3 separate regions of the Mus musculus genome follow, and regions 1 and 2 are each linked to region 3. Evidence: chromatin contacts called from public HiChIP or PLAC-seq and promoter capture Hi-C data. All regions are on one chromosome and are shown on one strand. The core of a region is the stretch at or near the end of the contact, and the rest is flanking DNA. Distances in the headings are between cores, read along the strand shown. Region 1 holds the start of Dhrs9 (dehydrogenase/reductase (SDR family) member 9). Region 2 overlaps Lrp2 (low density lipoprotein receptor-related protein 2). Region 3 holds the start of Spc25 (SPC25, NDC80 kinetochore complex component, homolog (S. cerevisiae)).

Region 1 (2,700 bases), core at 160-2,659, 170 kb after region 3:
TCAGTATGTAACTTTGAACATGGCTGCGATTTCAGCCTGGAGACAGGGCTGCTAACAAATGATTCCATTCGTGAACACCTTTGTCAATACCCAGCTGACAAGCTGAGGAAGGGGTTGTTTTAACCCCACCCCCACCTCTACCCCACATGCCTAGACACTGAACCTTTCAGTTTTATCAACAGTACTGAGAGACCACGCCAAGTAGAGGGCAAGAATTCCCAACCATAGCATGCAAATCAGGCTCGACATTTCATTTTTTTTAAGTCCATTTGGGGAATTTTTAAAAACAGAGCGGCACTGAGTGAGATTATTGAGTAGAGCTTGCAAAAGGTGTAACCTTTTCTTTGGCCTTTCCCTTCAGTCCTCCAGGACCACCCAGGTGCCTGAGGCTCTCTCCACCTCTCAGAAATAATAGCCTGCTTATAAGGAGGATTAATTACCATAGCTGTCTTCATATGGATTTCAATCCATGAGGTTTTTCTCTGAGGCCACAAGTTTGTGCCTGTACTCTGTATTGAGCGTTATTAAAGGGGGAAAGTATATTTTGCATATATCAGGTACCCCAAATATTTTTCTGGATAAACTAGTCTTTTGTCGTTGTGGAGGAACTAGGAACCACACCTACCTAATTTAAAAAGCAGTAGCCCTGTCTAGACTCCGGTAGAGGGATGGGCTCTTTCATTTGCTTGCTCTGAGGAGGAAATAGTAACTACTCTTCAAGAAGGAACAGAGCAGAGGTGGAAGCAGAAGAATACAGCTTGAAATTAGAAGTAAAACTTCAGTGCACTGTTGGCTTGCCTGTACTATCATGAGTAGGAGAGGCTGGGGGGGGGGGGGAGTTGGCAAGCTGCAGGGAAGGTGGGTGGCATCTCATCCCCCACCCCTTACAGCTTCAGCTGGCACCAAGCAATGCCAGGTCTGCTGGAAGCAGCTCTGGAAAAGGCCAGCTGGAGGTGAGGGGGCAGTCCTTTCTCGTTTTCACTTCCAGAGACATTTTCTAGATGTTTTGTCATACCTTAAAACACAAATTAGGAAAAGAAACCACAAATCATTCCCAAACCATATTTGGTCATTTATTATGTTGATCTTCTTGCTCATAAAAATTGTTTGTTTGTTTGTTTGTTTGTTTGTTTGTTTTTCAGTGAAATGATCAGTTCCTTGCACCAGGAGATTTACAAAAGATACAAAATAATTTTTTTTTAAAAAAGCTTCTTAGTTACTTGATTTCAGCCTCCTCCTTTGGTCAAGATAGCATGAGTAGTTTTCTCTAGCTAGCCACACTTAATTTATAAAAAGCACTGACGATTCCTTTGGAAACCTGTGACCTACAATCTCCCCGCCCTCCATCCACGGAGGAGAGACTTAGTCACCACTTGGTGTTGCAATAGGTGTGACTCACTGAGAGAAGTGGAAGTCTTCACACATGCAGGTCTCAGAGCTCCGCAGACCGCAGGCACCTTGAGAGGATCAGCTTGACGGAGCTGCACTTCCTTCCCCTGGACCACAGCAGGAAGGTGACAATCTGCAGCAGCGGAGCAAGTCGCCCTCAGCTTCTGCACTGCGAGTCATCTTCAGCGAGGTAACCGATGACTGTCCGATCGTTTGTCCCTTCACTCATGTCCTTGATTTTCCGTGTTCCTATAGAACAAACCAAGTTGTCTTTCAGCTGAGGTCAACTGTGCTTCTTTAACAGTTTGAGAAGGATGGGAGCAAAGTCCATCTCATACAGAAATGATCTGGGCGGCCCAGGAACTTGACTGAAACTCTCCTAGGACAGGGCTCTGTGACTATCCTGTAGCATCCTGCAGTCACAACCAAATACCTCTCTGTCTCTCTCCCTCCCTCCCTCCCTCATCACTCAATTCCTATTTGGCATCTTCTGTGGCTTTGAAGACTAATGAGAAATTGGTGACCTCAGCTTTCCAAGAGTTGTGGACATGTTAAAGAGTGCCTGGGGGTGGACCCATAACCACCAAGTGCGGACTAATCTGTTTCTCCACCTACTTTCCCAGTATTATCAGTTTCTGTAAACACATGTAGATGAACACTAAACTAGAAAAGAAAAACAATGTTGGGGATGAAGAAAAGTATTTCTAAGGAGCATGCTGGCCCAGGGTTCTGAGCTGTCAGAAAGAAAAAAAAATCCACATTTTATGATAAAGTGACTTGATATTTCAGATGCTCATGCACACACTAGGGTTTCAGCTGGTGGGGGCAATAATTCTGTAAAGCCTTGTGACACTCTTGGCCCAAAGCTAGGGTCCGGGTTTTATATATCTTAGTGTCACCTGGCACATATTAAATGCTCTGAAATACCCTTGGCTAGATGAGGCATGATGTAAGAATGGAAAGTTCTTTCATTTTTTGTGCTGGATATTTTCACATTTGAAAATGGTGTCCAAGTTTTAGACTAAACCTTTATACAAGGAAAACTTGTTACTTCATACATTGCAAGAGACAAGACCCTTGTGACAAATGTCATATTCTCAAGGGATATAATTTAAAAACACTAACATTTTCCTCTGGAGCAAAGCTAACTGTGGTTAAAAGACAGTGAGAGATTTGAGTATGCTCACTGGAGTGATACACACATATACTCAATTCTAAACTTCCTTTGGGACCATACGTTATAATAGCATTCTGCATGAAATCCCTTCCAGCTAGCAGTTAGTATTTTGTGGTCATAGATTTAAGAGTGAC
Region 2 (2,700 bases), core at 148-2,647, 220 kb after region 3:
CATATGTTTGGAAATGTGAAGTTAAGTAGAGAAGGCCAACACCTTAAGTCATTGTCTTGGTCTGCAATAGCTCCATGCAACTAAGTAATTGCTAACAAGAGGAATATGGCCGTCCTCGTCTCTAAAGGAGATCCAATGTGTGTCCATGCAACTTGTGGGAAATGACAGGTTTGAGTGACGGGGTCTGAATTCTGAGTATTCTCTGTATATTTACTAAGAAATCTAAGCTTGAGAGACTCCTTTGGAAGTTCGTGTCCTCGGTGACCTAAGCAAGTGATTCTGCTGAGCCAAGTGACAATTTAGTGTCCGGGGGTCACAGATACAGGATCTCTGGACAGACGCTGGGGAGCAGAACTTGGAAGGTCTCGGCCTGGATCAGTGCAAGAACCAGTGGGCAGCACAGACGGAGGCATGGAGCTATGCTGCAATTGGCGAAGGTTGACTCGCATTCCCAACAAACCCCCATGCCCGTTCTGTTTCTGGGACCTGGAGTGGGGGGAGGGAACAGCTTCTTGCCACATTGCCTCTCCTTACAGACCAAGCTACCTCTAAGAAAGGTCCCTAAGATCGAGAATTGACTGGAAAGAAATGTTAAGAATAAAGAAGTAAACCAGACACTGCCTTGGAGTACAGCCAGACCTAGGGACTGAACATTTGATATTTCAAGTATTCTGGTGGCTGTGGAAAACAAATCTTCAATGTCCACTTTTAAATGTAGCTTAAGGAGAAAAAAAGTCCCTAGAAAAACAGTGAACCAAAATCTTCCTCTCTATGGTGTGTGTGTTTGTGTGTGTGTGTTTGTGTATGTGTGTGTGTTTGTGTTTGTGTATGTGTGTGTGTGTGTGTGTGTGTGTTTGTGTATGTATGTGTGTGTGTGTGTGTGTGTGTGTTTGCATGTCTATGCATGTGTACATGTAAGAGGTGATTTTTTTTTCTCTCAGCCACACTGAATTAAAGAACACACCACTGAGTTTCTCTGCACAAGGACCAGGAACATTTAAATGTCTCACAGTGTTTTTTATCCGGAAGTGCTATCATTTCCAATTTGCCCATGGATCCCCTTGTGAAGGGAACTGGTAAGGACTACAGTTCTCAGGGGTAAAATGAGTGTCTAGAATCCAGCATGTAGATCTGGGATAGCTAAACGCACGTTCTTTAAAGCTAGCAGCACACTGTCCATTTTATACAATTTCATTTCAAAGGTGCTTGTTAAACTGCATCCCAAATATTCTAGGATATGTGAAGATATAGCATATATGATAAAGAAAGATTCATCAAGCAGGACTTTTGTCTCCTGGACTAGTTTCCTTGGCACGGTAATACAGCAATGCTTGTGGGATGGTTGGATGGACAATTAGGTGTAGCTGGACACAGAGGACAAGGTAATAAAATTGTGCCACCTGGTGGTCGGCATTGGTAATGGTAGTAAGGCACTAAGAGCAACTTGGAAAGGTGCATTCTCTTTTATATGTATCCTCAGCACATTACTGTGCATGTTGTGTGAATGTCCCAGATTCTATGTCCTTTTCATGAAGACATACTAAATCTACAATTTTGTTTTCATTTGTATGTACGTAGTCTTCCGTGGATTAGCATCAACTCAGAAATGTCCAAGTTCTTTGCAAATTTCTTTTCATGAGTCAATTATCATTACCTGAGTTTCATCAGCTCCAGGGGAGGCTGGCTTTGGCTCTGGAACTATCTCAGAAGGATCTATGGACCTTCCATAGTTCTGGTTTTCCACATTTTCTGGTACAGTCACCTGTGAGCTTACTGACGGTCCCTACACGGTTTTGAAAGAAGAAATGAATATGTGAATAAGTAGATCTGGGTTCTGTTTGCCACCTTATCCCCCACAGACACAGTCACGTACCTTTTCAATCTGATAAGTGACACTAGCAGCTGTAAACTAAATGCCACTTCCACCTTCCCCAAATAAGTGCAACAACCACTAAGTCACCTAAGATATCAAATGTGGTAGGCGAGGACACCCCTCATTGCCACACACTCATTGATGTAACCCCTGCTACATTGTCTACACCCTTCATTCCCACCTTGACCATAATTTGTAATAACAGGTGTTCCAGTTGCATACTGGCAACCAAGTGCTAGCTAAGTAACAACACCAAGTAACAGCCACACAGACGCAGTGCACAGAATCCTCTTTGAATATTAAGGAAAAAAATGAGTGTGGTCAGGTGTGTAGCTACAACACTAATCCAAGCAGTGGCAGAGGCAAACAAATATCTGTAAGTTTGAGGCCAGCCTGGGGTACACAGTGAGACTATGTCTCCAAAGATAAATAAATAAATAAATAAATAGCAAAAGGAATAAAATGAGCAAATTTGAGGACTACCTAAAAGAGGATGAATTTTAAAAAACAGTAAGCAAACAGCCTTAATACTTTTCTATTTTTTGTCAAATTCACATAATTACGCAGCTATTCTTTAAACCCATATCACCCTGAATAGATATTACAAGGAAGTCAGTATACTCCTTGTATTTTACATTCTCCATTTTGTTTGTATGCATGGCCTCACTTTATTTCATGTGAAAAATACCAGACAAGATGTCATCTCTATCCCACGATACATTATCAAAGAGCAGACGAGACTCTTTCAAGATTCAAATCTTTTTGCTCTTAAGAAAGAGCTCATTTTGAAAAATATTTCTATCACTTCATATTAAAATATACTATAT
Region 3 (2,700 bases), core at 147-2,646:
CCTTCAATCTAAAAGCTAATCTACACACGATTCACATACGGTTTTTATACTCCAGAATCATCTCAGTCATCCTCTCTTCTTCCTTTAATTTCAAAGACATCTTTTCTGAAAGACAAATTACAAGAGATATTTGAATCCCGCTGAAATAACAGTAAAAAATAAATAAGGTCAGCAAAATCCACAAGTTAGGAGTTAAGGGCTGGCAGTACCTGAAAACGCTTTCATGGAGTCCTTGAAGGCGTCTCTAAGTCCCAGCACTTGACTATGATTATCATCGAGTCTGTTTCTGAACTTATCCCCAAATTCATTGATGCTTTGATTTAAGAGTGCCAATTCGTCTTCACCCATTATGTTTTAAGACACTGCAAAACAGAGCACAAAGCTGTATTTTAGTTGCTATCGACACCAAATAAGCCACATTTTCGAGTTTATGTCTGCAGGTTGACTTTGCTACAGAATGGTTAATAATTGAGCAACTCAGCTAGCATAAAGGCAGACTTTAATTCCAACATTTCCAGCTGGGGGCAGGAGAATCTGAGGTAAAGGTCAGCCAACGTCAGGACCAGTCTGATATACAAGAGACCTTTTCTAAATAAACACAACAGGGTGTGAACTAAACGCCTTTTTTCGCCTTTTGTCCCAGCACTGTCCCAGCACATCGGAGGCAGAGAGGCAGAGAGGCAGAGGAAGGTATTTGAGTTCAAAGATAGCCTGGTCAACATTGGGCCAGAACCTAATAAAATGTAAAATAAGATAAAAATAATCCACTAACAGTCCGGTAGTTAGCAACAGGATGATCCAAGCCAATTTGGGCTTAACTGTGGTGGATGTGCATCAATCTGTTCTGAAGGCATGAAGGGAGGTGGAGGAGAGGAAAGAATATGACCAAAACAAGGTTGCACGAAGCTTTCAAGTCATGTTTTAACAGGACCCCGGTGTCACTCCGCTTCTCCTAAAGGACCTGCTCGCAGGCAACGAGACCGAGACTCGAAGAGGTTGGGGGACAGACAGACCTGCAGGTTTTCTGCATCAGACCCCTGGCCGACTGCTCCGTCCACTCCTCCCCCTGCAGGGCGGAAGAGGGGAGTGTGATCGGGACCGAGCAGCGCCAGGACCCGAACTCCGCGGCTAACAGCGGACGCCCGCATTCCAGGCTCTGCGGACCCACGCCGACATGCCCAGGCCGGCTTCCCTCAGCCCGGGCGTGCGGTCGGCGAAGCCCCACAACCCTTCAAACGGCTCCCGACCTGAGCGGCCAGGAACGCCGCGGTCTCCACCAGACTGGACCTGTCCGGCAGGAACCAGCCCGCCGCTCTTCCGTCTGCTGCTCCCGGGTCTGCTGCTCCTCCAGCGCGCAGTCTTTCAATTTCAAACTCTCCACCGCCTGCTTACCCGCCCTTCAACTCCGTCTTCTGATTGGCTGACAGGGCAGACTCTCCGTGCAAGGATTGGTTGATATCGGCCTGCGGAATTCTCGCGGACAACTATGGAGCAGAGCATTCTGGGATTCGTAGTTCTTTGCTGAGACAGCTTGGGACGCGGTCTATAGTGAAGTAGAAGGGCTTGCCCCAGAATGAAGAAAAAAATGTAAAAATTGAAATTTAACTGCTTTCTTTTATGACATATACTTCCTTCTTCCTTGCACTCGTTTTATTTTGGAAATGACGGAAAATCCTCTTGAACAGACTCCAGTTATGATTGATTAGGCTGAAACATCCTGAAAGTTACCAAACTATTTACCCAAACTTAATGTTTGAATTTCCCAAGCTTTTCTAACATTGATTTATCGTGAGTATTTTACTTATTTAATTTTTATGTTTGAACGTGTTTACAGAAGGGGGCATCGGATCCCCTGGAACAGTTGTGAGCCACTGATAATCAAACTCCTCTCCTCTGCCTGAGGAGCAGACGCCCTGCAACTTTGAGCCATGTCGCCAGTCCTTCAGCTGTTGATTTTAAGACCTACTGGCAAAAACAAGCTCCTGGATCTCGCAGAACTTCAAACTGAATGGGATCAGAACACTGTATACTAAAGTAACCGGTGCTCCCTGAAGAGAGACAGATGGAAGCCACCAAGTTATTAAACATATAATTAAAAATACACATAATTTTAAAAAATAGTAAAGATTTTAAGCTAAGATTTGTTAGAAGACAACTTCACAGATGAAACAGACTTGCTAACTACATCTTTCTTTGTAAAACTGAGAAAGATAGGGAATTGAGAATATGCCCTTTAAAGAAAAGGAACTTGAAGTGTGGTGGCACACGCGTTTAATCCCAGCCCTTGGAAGGCAGAGGCAGGCGGATTTCTGAGTTCGAGGCCAGCCAGGTCTACAGAGTGAGTTCCAGGACAGCCAGGGCTACACAGAGAAACCCTGTCTTGAAAAACCAAAAAAAAAAAAAAAAAAAAAAAAAAAGAAAGAAAAAAGAAAAGAAAGAGAAAACAAGGAACTTGAGATGGTCAATATTAAAAAAAAATTATTGTTATTTTCATCTTTGATTATGATAATTGTTTCTGAAAATAACCCTTTGCTTGTAGACCATACTAATATTTCTTTGATTCCCTTTAAGCATCCAAATGCCAACTATAAGATTAAGCTACCAGATTATGGCTATTTTATCCCCAAGTGGTGCACGCCTTTAATCCCAGCACTCAGGAGGCAGAGGCAGATGGATTTCTGGGTTTGAGGCCAGCCTGGT

Evidence for each region. Promoter capture Hi-C pulls out the DNA fragments that hold promoters and counts their contacts. HiChIP or PLAC-seq counts read pairs in DNA pulled down with a chosen protein or histone mark.
Region 1: a promoter capture Hi-C map of 3T3-L1-derived adipocytes shows a contact between it and region 3, with 4 times the contacts expected there. The contact joins the promoter of Dhrs9 here to the promoter of Spc25 in region 3. A contact is called at or near these places in 14 of 39 promoter capture datasets (the 3T3-L1 cell line, 3T3-L1-derived adipocytes, cranial neural crest and 9 more), 3 of 484 Hi-C or Micro-C datasets (bone marrow-derived macrophages, natural killer cells and pro-B cells), 4 of 115 datasets of contacts at active chromatin or transcription factors (effector CD8 T cells, embryonic stem cells, stem cell-derived neural progenitor cells and 1 more) and 3 of 9 other capture datasets (adipose tissue, liver and macrophages).
Region 2: a contact with region 3 is called in an H3K4me3 HiChIP or PLAC-seq map of bone marrow-derived macrophages, with 5 times the contacts expected there. The contact joins the enhancer-like site here to the promoter of Spc25 in region 3. A contact is called at or near these places in 19 of 39 promoter capture datasets (the 3T3-L1 cell line, 3T3-L1-derived adipocytes, the C10 cell line and 12 more), 1 of 15 datasets of contacts at CTCF or cohesin (the NIH/3T3 cell line), 15 of 484 Hi-C or Micro-C datasets (the C2C12 cell line, the HL-1 cell line, bone marrow-derived macrophages and 10 more), 15 of 115 datasets of contacts at active chromatin or transcription factors (the SCID.adh cell line, acute myeloid leukemia, astrocytes and 6 more) and 5 of 9 other capture datasets (adipose tissue, embryonic stem cells, liver and 2 more).

Annotation. Positions count from the first base shown.
Region 1 is chr2:69,379,053-69,381,752 of GRCm38.p6, forward strand. Dhrs9 (dehydrogenase/reductase (SDR family) member 9) reads left to right here and starts at 1,410. Exons shown (of 5, transcript NM_175512.2): 1 at 1,410-1,579. It overlaps Gm36393 (a long non-coding RNA gene), which reads right to left. Exons shown (of 6, transcript XR_003953850.1): 5 at 1,400-2,700.
Region 2 is chr2:69,426,939-69,429,638 of GRCm38.p6, forward strand. It overlaps Lrp2 (low density lipoprotein receptor-related protein 2), which reads right to left. Exons shown (of 79, transcript NM_001081088.2): 77 at 1,655-1,783. Among named protein-coding and RNA genes, the nearest start is that of Gm36393, 23 kb to the left of the region's middle. Within about 2 kb of position 1,398, at least 2 of the 459 cell types and tissues checked have an H3K27ac peak or open chromatin away from gene starts, as enhancers often do. A contact at or near this core is called in bone marrow-derived macrophages, where this site is marked.
Region 3 is chr2:69,204,817-69,207,516 of GRCm38.p6, forward strand. It overlaps Spc25 (SPC25, NDC80 kinetochore complex component, homolog (S. cerevisiae)), which reads right to left and starts at 1,397. Exons shown (of 7, transcript NM_001199124.2): 1 at 1,248-1,397; 2 at 210-362; 3 at 40-105. The coding sequence starts at 348.